2 separate regions of the Dromaius novaehollandiae genome follow, and region 2 is linked to region 1. The links are chromatin contacts, called in public Hi-C maps. All regions are on one chromosome and are shown on one strand. Each heading gives the region's core, a stretch centred on a gene start, on an enhancer-like site or on the middle of the called end of the contact. The rest is flanking DNA. Distances are from core to core; before and after follow the strand shown.

The links. A called contact is a pair of places that touch in the nucleus more often than the background predicts.
Region 2: a contact with region 1 is called in a Hi-C map of brain, with 2.4 times the contacts expected there. The contact joins two enhancer-like sites. A contact is called at or near these places in 2 of 4 Hi-C or Micro-C datasets (brain and liver).

The regions. Positions count from the first base shown.
Region 1 is chr1:99,222,659-99,228,026 of bDroNov1.hap1, forward strand. PLCXD2 (phosphatidylinositol specific phospholipase C X domain containing 2) reads left to right here. Exons shown (of 4, transcript XM_026112393.2): 4 at 1,871-5,368. The coding sequence ends at 2,033. Among named protein-coding and RNA genes, the nearest start is that of PLCXD2, 20 kb to the left of the region's middle. Within about 2 kb of position 2,258, at least 1 of the 2 cell types and tissues checked has open chromatin away from gene starts, as enhancers often do.
Region 2 is chr1:99,294,435-99,299,802 of bDroNov1.hap1, forward strand. It overlaps PHLDB2 (pleckstrin homology like domain family B member 2), which reads left to right. Exons shown (of 18, transcript XM_064522081.1): 2 at 3,918-3,975. Among named protein-coding and RNA genes, the nearest start is that of PHLDB2, 24 kb to the left of the region's middle. Within about 2 kb of position 2,212, at least 2 of the 2 cell types and tissues checked have open chromatin away from gene starts, as enhancers often do.

The DNA of each region.
Region 1 (5,368 bases), core at 1,008-3,507:
GGATCTGGTCTCCTGGCTTGCTATTTCATATTGACTGTTTTGTCAAGACAAGCTGTTAGTGATACAATGATGTAACAGATTCCAGATAACACTTGTATAGATGCTCACAACTGCCTTAATTTGCTCTGACTGTCATTGTGATCATCTGAGCAACTGAGCATAATACTAAGCAGCAAGATAAACACATCTGTGTCTTGACAGCCAGTTCATAGTTCCTTTGGGAGAATCATTGATCACTTCAGTAGTAATTACAGTATTATTTTGAAGTCAGTCAATATAATGTATTTTCTTAAAAATCCTCTCTGAAAAAGAATGAGCATTGTGGTTCCACAACCAGAAAAGTTGTTGATAGAACTACTGAAATTCTAGGTGAAATATAAACCATGGAGGAGTTGGTCTCCTTCCTGTATACAGGAATTAGTCTGGCAAAGGATAATTAAATCCAAATGATATTTGTCACAATTTATTCAGGTATTCTCTTAAGCTTGATCTTTACCAAAACCTGTGTTTTGTATTAAACACTAGATGGTGCTCAAGACTGGCAATTGCTGTTAATAAGCTGCACAAGTCTAAATAAGTATTGTATTGTTGGTAGATATATTTAACAGGAAACATGGGTGTAACTAGTATCTCTGTACTGTATGTTTAATATGCTGTTGTCTCATGATTAAAGTAAGAAAGATCATACTGAATTTCAGGGTGGTTTTTTAAACCAGTAAAGAGTAAGATAACTTCATAGGATATCCAAGCTCTTTTGTTTCAACAGTGATTCCTGGCACAGCTCTGAACTTTGTTAGCCCCCTGATATGTAGGAAGCTTTGTGTAGCTCTGTTCCTGTCCCCTTCATTTCCACTTACTTGTTTGAAAGTAAGCTATGAAAGATTAAAATAGAGGCCAGTGTTTGCTAAAGCATGAATGTTTACACATCCTGGCTGATGCATAAATCTGAGAGCTGTGGGGTGTTTTCTTGGGGGGGGGGGGGAGGGGCGGGAGGCTGTTCTGTTCACTAATTTGCTTGTCTGCTGTCATCTCAATGTTGTTTGCATATTATGGTACTAATGTACATAATTGTAATATATTTGGTCATTCTTTTGTCTCTAACTGCTGAAATCCCTGGGGCTTGCATATTAGCGTACAGAAGCTTGTACAGACTCCTGACTTGCACTCTGTCCAAGAAATGACTGAAATTTCTCCCCACTGTAGTATTAAAACAACTCCCAACACGCCTCACTTTTCCTCCAGTTACAATAATGTGTGATGAGATGCTCAGCCTTGACAGAGCTGAGGGCTAGAGTGCAGGTTTGATTTCTGTGATCCCACTGCTCTGAGTTGGGTCCAGAGACTGAAAACTGGTGTTTGGTGCAAGTGCAGAGCACACTGACCCAATAGCCCTTTCCTAAGGCAAAGGCTTCTGGCTGGGTGGGAAACATTTTGGGCCAGATCTAGCTTTCCTTTGGGCCATGCTGGAATCCTCATGCAAGTCCTGCTGGTGTGTAATTAAGCTTTTCATCAATATGTACTTGAGCAAAAACAAACCAGGATGGAGGAAATCGTAGTGCCCCATTAAATCCTGAAGCACAGTCTGTTCAGTGAAGAGAGAGTCCATGATTTGTGCTTTGTATGAATGGTAATTTTGATCAAAAACTGAAGAATATTTTTGTGCCGAATGATTAGCATCTAATAACCACATGCCATGTTAAGCACTCTTCTTATCAGGCTGGTTGCATTTCATAGGGGCCAGTCAGCACATGATCACAAATGTGAGATTATTAACATAATCCACAAACTTCATGTAATATTTAAAATAAGCAGAGCGCTTACAGATGAATGTCTTTAAAACTGTATAATTTTTTTCTTTCATTCTCTTTAGGAACCTGCCTATGATTCTGAACTGGGTAAAAACACAGAAACCAGGTGTTATGGGTGTTAACATAATTACATCAGACTTTGTGGAGCTGGTTGACTTTGCTGCTACAGTTATTGCATTAAATGATCTTCTTTTAGAAGACGATGAAACTGCAAGTAAATCCTGATTGTGTCTTATTGTACCCACAGTGGAGATCTTCACTTGCTTCTAAACTTTTTATTAAGTGAAATTATTGTAACCTGTTTATCTAGGAAAAAAAAATATCTAGAAGTATGGTTAAAAATCATATCCAGGAGGGTCTCTTTTCTCACTGATGTGTAGGTCTGACTGGAACACAAAGTACTGTCTGAGTGCTGCTGCCTGGCTTTTTGTGGCTACATGTTTGACTAAGTTATGCACACATCTGCTGCAGTACAGTGTTGTCTGCCTGCCAACAAGAGGCTGGCCTCTGAAGCAGATGTACCCAATTACTGTATGCGTCTCCCTGGTGACTGGACGCACTGTGTCTTCGTGTGTGCATCCTGCTTGTTTCTCAACTCAAGGACTCAAACCCAGGATCACTGCTGGTGCTGCTAGCAGCAGTTTTACCAGGCCACCTAAGGTCATATTGTTTCTCTGGCCACCTCAGGCTTAGCTGGTTTCAGCTGGAAGCTGCTGTAATATTCGTTACACTGTTCTGGGCACTACCTCTGACTTAATTGAAGAAACAATATTGCTTTTGTTCAGAGAGAGCTGTTAATGCTTATATTGAATACTCTAACTGTAGTTTGGGCCTGAGATGTAAAGGCTTGTAACACTCTGCCTCTTTGGACTCCAAGCTCTTCTTCTGGACTTCTTTATTTTAATGCACATACTGCAGTTGTGTTTGAGAGTGTATTTCCTATTTGGAATTATTTTGGTAATTTGGAGAAAGTTTCAGTTACAGATCATGAGACTCGTAACTCACAAGTCAATTTCTGTTGTGAGGCGTTCAAGAAACTGCCCAGCAGCCTCTCTCTCTTGCTTGTGGTTCACTTGTGTTTTTTCCATATATTGAATTTTCTTTGGGGAAAACTTTTCACGCAGATACTTTTGTGAAAAGAGGAGGGCCAAGTGGAAGTTTGTTCAAAAAAAACTGGGCCTGATAAGGACTTCTCAAAACCCAAATATCGAATCTGATGTTTGCAGTGCAGTGGTGAATTCCAAGATCTGATCCAAATGTTATGCTTGATGTCAGAGAGCTGATGTGCTAAGAACAGCTACAGTGGAAGTATTTTCTCAGCCTGTACCCACTTGTGACTAAGGAATAGCCACATGTAGGCAGGCAGTGGTGCTAATTCTTTATGTAGTCATAATCATTTTTGTGTTGATCCACAGCAAAACATTACCACGTGTTTGACAGTCACATGTTGGTACATATCAGTACTTAACTGACTAACTGATAGCAGTCCTACAGTCTGATTTATCTTAGGGTTTAAACAAGTGACTGGTTAGCAGATACTTCTCTGCTCAGTTGTCTTCCTAAAGCAACTGTTGGGTGCACTAATTATTCAGTGATTATGAACTTATTTTAATCTCCTTATGTTACTTAAGAGAACAGATTGTCATTATAGATGTTCTATTCCAAAAAAAAAGTGAATCTGTATTGTGTATTCCTATCTTGTGTCTGCCATTATGGTGTCACAGTACTGAAAAATCTAAAAGCATTTTGCTTGTTTGTTGCAAGCTCTGAACTCGGACAAGATTATCTAAAGTTTGCAAACCTTCCATGTGAACCTTGGCCGAGGTCTGAGCAGACTGTAATCTGATTTATCTGTTTGCATGTTTTTCATTAGAGTTTTTTTTTTTTTTTTAACTGAATCTTTTTTCTAAGGAAATGGAGGATCTGTTTTTTAAATCTGTCTTTTGTGTTTCAGCAAGGGGGGACAAGTAATGGAAAGCAGTTCTGGGAAACTGAAAATCAACTTTTAGGTTTTTTTAAACTTTGTTTGAAAATTCCAGCAGAAGATTTTTACTGTTTGTTGATGAAACTGTTGCAACCTGTTTTGAACAGCTTTATTGTCTGCAAAGTTATTTAAAACATGTAGATTTCATTTAGCTGAAATTTGTGTTAACTTACTTTTCTCATGGCTCAAACTCTAGTAATAAATGTTACAGGTTTGTTTTCAGTGGTCTTTTAGTTACAAATAGTCTTAGAGCTCAGAACTCAAAAAACCCGGTATGAATGCAGATAAAATGGAAATGAATAATACATTTGTAAGACTTCCTGTAGAAGTGGAGGACAAGGCTAGAAGGTAAAGTATAATGTTTGCATTTGACCCTTAATATATTTTGTACTGTATATATCTACCTCAGAAGAGATTTATCAGGCCTAGCCAATATTTATACTGTGTGTGCACAGAGTAATGATTGAGTTGTTAGTCCTTCAGCTGTATTTATTTGAATAGAGATGAGATGATTGTAACTCAGGGCTTTGGTTTAGATATATTCAAATAGAAACTGGAAAGTTTCTTGAACATATTTGTTGCTGACTCTTGCCTCTTGAAATGGGACAAAGGAGTGCTAAGATTTAGGAATGCTAGCAGAGGAGAAGTGGGAAATAGCTTTTTGAATTATTGATGAAGTAGGGAGGAAGAAAAGAGTGCTGTAGGTTTGGCCTTCAGAACAGTGCTTGGTGGTATGCTTCCATGTGAAGAATGTGATGTGCTTGGTGGTCAGTAGGGTAATCAGCAAATAGGCATGATCCTCTTCTACAAGATTGTTTCTAGGGCAGTCCTAAACCAGCCTAAGCAATGTGAACTGCCTTTCTCCTGTTACACATCATAGCCCATAACAGCATATGGTATGGTTCTCTGGCAGAGCACCACAACGTAGCCCTATTCCCTCATGCTTTGTGAAACTGAGCTCATCTAGGACTTGAACTGTGGCCTATGGTCTCTACTTTTCTAGCATTAAAGCAGTAAAACTTAAAAGATGAGCTGGATAGGCGATGAGGACCATGGAATTACATCAGTAATTTGCTTCTGGTTCCCATGTTCAAGGTGTAGTGGATCTTAGCCAGGTTTCAGGCAGCAGAATGGAACAGGGCTGGGAGGTGAGTGCCAGAGGGTATACTTGCTGCTGAGAAAGGTGCCTGAGATCCCAGCCTCCAAGTGGGCTGCAGCTGGGCCCAATGTGGAATCTACCACCTGTAAGATCATGTAGGTACAAGCTTGAAGAAAATCTTAAGACTGGTGTTAGGGCAAGTCTTGTGGTACTCACTGCTTCTGTTGACCATGCTGTTGATGTAGATCTGCATTTTTTTTGATACAGTGGGTTTAGTCTTGCTTATCTTCCCAAAGGATTAGAATTCATTTTTTAAAACTATTCAGATGGATAACTATCCCAGAATAATTGTTTTTAGGACATGGCCATTCTGTAGATGTTGGGAGAGGAAAAGTCAGTATACTGATATCTATTTGAAGCAAAATATTTACCTGAATTGTATATTCCTGAAGAATTTATTTGTATGGTTTGTTATTA
Region 2 (5,368 bases), core at 962-3,461, 72 kb after region 1:
TTGCTTTAGTTTGGCAGGAGGCTTTAAAGGGTTGGGTGAAGACTGATTTACACATGTGTGTTTTTAGAGGTAAATTATAGAGCCCCATGTGTTTTACTTTTCAGTAAGTTTGAGTTTATCAGCACTCTTTCTTCTGCAGAAATAAGCAAAGTTAAGGAAAAAACACAGTCTTGATTTAATCAGGAGCAAGTGTATTGTCTTAAGATTACTCAGGAAAGAAGTAAATGAGCTTGGTAATGGAGTAGTCCATCTTTGGTCTTAGGTGTGGCAAGCCGTGGGAAAGTGAAATCTCCAGGCATTGAAGCCATTAGCACTTGTTCATCAAATTTTGTTCAGGGTGGAAAAATTAAGGAGACTTGCTTTTCTCCTGAACCATATGTGTTTTATTGGAACAGATGAAATAGACACTAATCATTCAAGAACCTTCTTGTTTCTGAACAAAAGAAACTCTAATGATGTTGTGTGGACTGTGACAGTGATGCTTTTCTATCCCTGCCCTCTGTCACTTGGAGTATCATGTGCTTCCCATGGATGGTTGTACCCTGCTCTAGGAGCTTCTGAAGACAGAGAACACAGTGGGGCAGGAACTGCTGGGAACGACTTCTTGTGATGTTTTCTGAGAAACTGCAAAAGAAGAATCAATAAAGTGCAGAAAAGCCTTAGAGGAGAGAGATTCAAATTTAAGAGAGTCAAATTTAAGAACCTTCTTTAAAAAGAGACTTTATTTTCAAAGGAACACCTCAGCTGTTTCTGAGGGACTGTAACTGACTTGGTTGGTAATGTAACAGCAAACTGTATGCCATGAAAGGCCTTTCTGAAGGGAGGTGGGTATCAGCCGAAGCAGAAGTAAAGGAAGGGGAAAGAATTAGGTGTGGTGAGAAAATATCACCCAAATCTGTGAAATGAATGTTGGGCAGAGTTTTACCTGTGGCTTGGTAAAGCTGCAGTTCTATGCTTCTAAGCTGAGTGAAAGGAATTTTATTATAAAGCAACCCTGTGTTATAATATATTAAAACTGGAATCCTTTGTTTGTCTCACAGCCTATTTCTTCTGGTCGTTAGTAAAACAAAACTTAATTTGGCCTGGGCACTGTACAGATGAAACATGATTGGTAATGGTGTGTACATTCACTTCTGATGACTTTATAAATACCAGATGAAATCATTTTGCTTCCTTCCAGACAAGGCAGAGTGCAGTGTATGCTCTTTAACGAAAATCAGTCTGGCTGGTTGTTGGATGAGGCCCCGTATGATCCTGGTCGCAAAGAATATGGTTTCATGTGAGCAGATAAAACAGTTCATTTTGAGCTGTTTATTTGTTTAATTCACTAATTCATTAGTTGTTTATTATTTATGTTCACAGCAGAGATTTGTAGAATGAAAGTTCTTTTCCAGAAAAAAAAAATCCAATTATGGTTAGATGATGACTTCTCTGATATCTCGTTCTTTAAGAACAGAGATGTGTAATGAATTCTCGAACTGAAACTGTATAAATATTTAATCTTTTAAAGACATTCTTCGTCTCGGCTATTAGCAAACTCAAGTATTCTTGAAAATGAACGAAAGATTGGATTTTCAGTTAGTTAAAAACCGTTCCCTTTCTTGTGAGATAGACAGGATGCAAATATATGAGGAATGAACAGCTTTTTTTTTCTTTGTTTTTACTAGTGGTTTCACCAACCATTTTAAACAAAAAGCAGCAAAGATAGAGATGCAAGAAATCTAGTTATTTCCTTTCCCTTCTTTTAAAGCAACCCTTCCTTTTGTCTTTTGATTCCAGGTTGACCATATTTTAATTTTCTGATTGATAATATAATTATACTTTTTGGTATAGAGCAGCATGAAATTTTGAGGCACACTAGTTCTCTATGGAAAGCTGAATATGTCCTGAGAAGTTGCAACATTTTTGGTTCTCTTCTGGGGAGCACTGGGCTTGAATTGTATTTTTAATAGCTGCTTTCATGCAAGCAATATGCTAAGACAGTAATGTAGCAGCACTTTTAACAGGATTTCTGTACCATTCCTTAATATTTTGTGGGCAGGCAAAAGGCAGAGTGCCAGTTCTAAAGGTGGGATAACCACTTTTAGCTCTTGTTAGTGCTCAGTGCAGGAACCAGTTTAATTAGGGATCTGCATGTTGACTGTGTCTCTCTAACTGCCTGCAGCGAGCAGACTGCTGAGGTCCTCTTAGCCACATTCCCAGCAGTAAAGGAGCCTCTAACACGGTAGAGACTTTGAGTTGGGAGGATTAGTGGTAGCAGGCGCTTAGTAAGAGAAGGCAAGGCAAGCTGGAAGGAATTAGGGAAAGAATCTCCCTGTGGGGCGAAAGGCCCAGCAGGGTGAAAAGAACAGTAAATGTTTAATGTCAATAAAATAACCTGTTGAGCATGAAACTTGGGTTTAAGAGCTGTCTGCTATCCAGGCTGTTTCCCACAATTTGTTCTGGAAAACTTCAGGCCTGTGGCGCTAGAGAAGGCAGATGTGGAGCCCGAGTCTCCCTAGGAGGTAGGGAGGTGTGAGGGGCTCTTCCCTCTGCCTGACCCCTTGAAAGGCAGAGCTGTTGCCAGAGAAGGGTGAAGTTCATATTCTTGGAGACGACTGTCAGGGTGAAGCCTGCTGCTCACTGTGAAGAGAGGTGCCTGACAGAGTGCAAACTCTCCCCTTAGAAGGAGTGAGAAATGACCTCTGTAGAGAAGAAGAAGAAAAGAAAAAGCATTATAAAGTGAGATCAGCACAGATATGATTCATGCAATAACAGAGGGGAGGGAAAGGGTCTGGCTAACACAGCAGGAGAGCGCCTTCGAAGGGAAGAAAGCAAGGAGATAAGAGCCAGAGCCGCTGCAAAGAAGTCTCTCTCCATAGGGATTTAGCAGTCAGCTTGCTTCTTTTCGGGCTGTCCTCCTAGGAGAATAATGCAAAAAAGCTTGGCAAGCAAATTCTGTGCAACAGAGATGTGAAATGTTGAGGTTGTGACTACTGAGGCTAAATAGGTGGCTCATCTGTAGACAGCTTAAGCCATCTGTTTCCATTCTTTCTTTCTTTTCTGACACATTTCTGTTTGCCTGTCCAGCATTGAAGTGCAGAAGGCCTACAGATGGTCACTATTAATTTTGTCACTTGATGCAATTTTTTAAAGCTTTTTTGTCAACCTTTTAAAAACAGATGTGTGTTTGGAAAAAAAAAAAAAGAAAAACCCTTTTCTTTTGATAGAGCAACCCACTACAGATTTTCTATTTGGATTTTGATTTAATTTTAGTCTTTAGTGCTGGAATTGAATTTTGGCATTTCTTTTAAGCCAAGTCTCTTTTGTAGCTGTATCAATTTTTTTTATAGACTTTGAAGAATCACTTTGCCTTCATAGTCTGGTTTCTTTGGAGCTTTAGAAATTGTTTCATGCCAAAATATTTTCTATGCATACCTGTTTTTAGATAGATTTCTTTGTGATTGCAGGATGCTGGCATTAGGTGGGATGAATTTGGGCTATGAGCTTTCAACAATAGTCTTCTGCAGGAAAGCCCAGCCTTCTTAATGGTTTTTTAAGGAAGCCACAGGAATGCAAATAGAACTCAGGAGCTATGACTAGTAACTACCTGCACAGATTCGAGATCATAGATAATATCAAATTATCAAATCAAGATATATGGCCTCTTAAACTCACAGAAGAAATCCAGTCAGGTTTTTTACAGCCTTCACATTAAACTTGGAGTGTCCTTTCCAAATATCTTTTAACATACTTCTTTATGAATTGTTTCTGGAAATTTTTGCACAAGAAAAGTAAGTTTTGGTCTGTACTACATATTTTAAAAAATGTTCTCAGAATATATTTCTTAAAGCAGTATTTTTTTCTTTGGTTACTTTATTTGCAGGTCAAAATTCATCCGTTTCATTCTAATTAGCTTTGTTTTAACCATCCTGTAGAAGACAAATATGATGCCAAACAGAAGTAACCTCTCCTCCTTTCAGAATGTTGGATCAGGTAATCAATTAATAAAAATGAAGTTTGTTTGTCATTTTACTTAGATGTTTCTGAATGTGCTGTTGTCTCTGGTCCTTTAATTCTGCTGACTCTTAGATAAGATCAGTGCTCTGCTCTTACTCCATGTCCAACTCATTTTACCAGCCAAAAATGAGGCCATAGTTGTGGTATTTGGATACACTGTGCCCATTCAAGCTGTCCATCCCCTAGCAGTTTAATATCTGGTTGGAATACATATTGATGACCCTCAGCTAAAGAATTCAGGAAAGTAAGATAAGAAAAGAAATGAAAAACAAGAAGTGGGGAGGGGGGAAAGAGAAGGGAAGAATTTGCCTCCCTATAGCTCCAGGCAGCAAATACTTTGCCAAAGAGACGAGCCTTACACTGCGCTCCGAGGGTTACTGAGGGAGAGCTGCGAGGGTTACGAAGGAGAGCTGTGGCTGACCTTGAGGCGGGATGGCTCCTGTATATGCCGTATACACCACTCGTCTACACCACCCGGAGCTCCCTGCCCAGCCTCTGTAACTGCATGTGAAGGCAGCGTCAGCTGGAATGTGGAACGAATCCTGCTATATTCATAAAGTTGCATTCCAAACATTAACTTAAAAATAAACAAAGCAAACAAGCTCTGCTTTGTGGGAAAAAGTTAAGGTTCAGTTAAACACGTGCTGTAGTCCAGTTGGGGTTTAACCTTATGATTGTGGTCACTGTGGTGTTGGAACCAGAAACAGGAATTGGCATATAGTATAGTATAGAAGAGTTGAATTCAAGTGGCTACATGAAGGTATTGTGACCATTTTTGCTGTACTTGTTTGGATTTAAAGTACAATGAACCCTGTGTTGCTGTGGTGAACAGGCCTGAAAGTTTCCATGAGCTAACCTGGTGTTTGGCAAAAGCATTTAGTCTTCACAGAATTAAATGTGACCTGCTGGTGTTGCAAGGCAGTAATAAACAATTATTAAGGTTCCATTAATGTGTCTGCTGAACTATTAATATAGGACCGAGTGGAATGCAAAAACATTTGAACCTCAGCTATATTCAAATTATGATTTGGGCAGTACATTTTGGATTTGAGATTAGCTTTCATATTTAAGAGAGATTTGGAAAAGGGAAGGGGAAAGAGAACAGAGGTTACATTCTGTTGCAGAACAGAAGGGTAAGTATACAAGGCATATAGGTTGTGTTTTATGTATTTGTGCTCTCAGATAACTGCTCCACATCTTTTTCTTCCTCATAACACCACTAATATGATAAGTGCTTGATCTTTTTCAGATGTCTTTGTTTTTGTCTTGACGGTGTTATGCTGAACATGGGTCACATTCTTCCTTTTGTTCATTTGAACTTTATCATTGCTATTCATCAAAAGTTGTGAAAGTAATTAAAAAATATCAA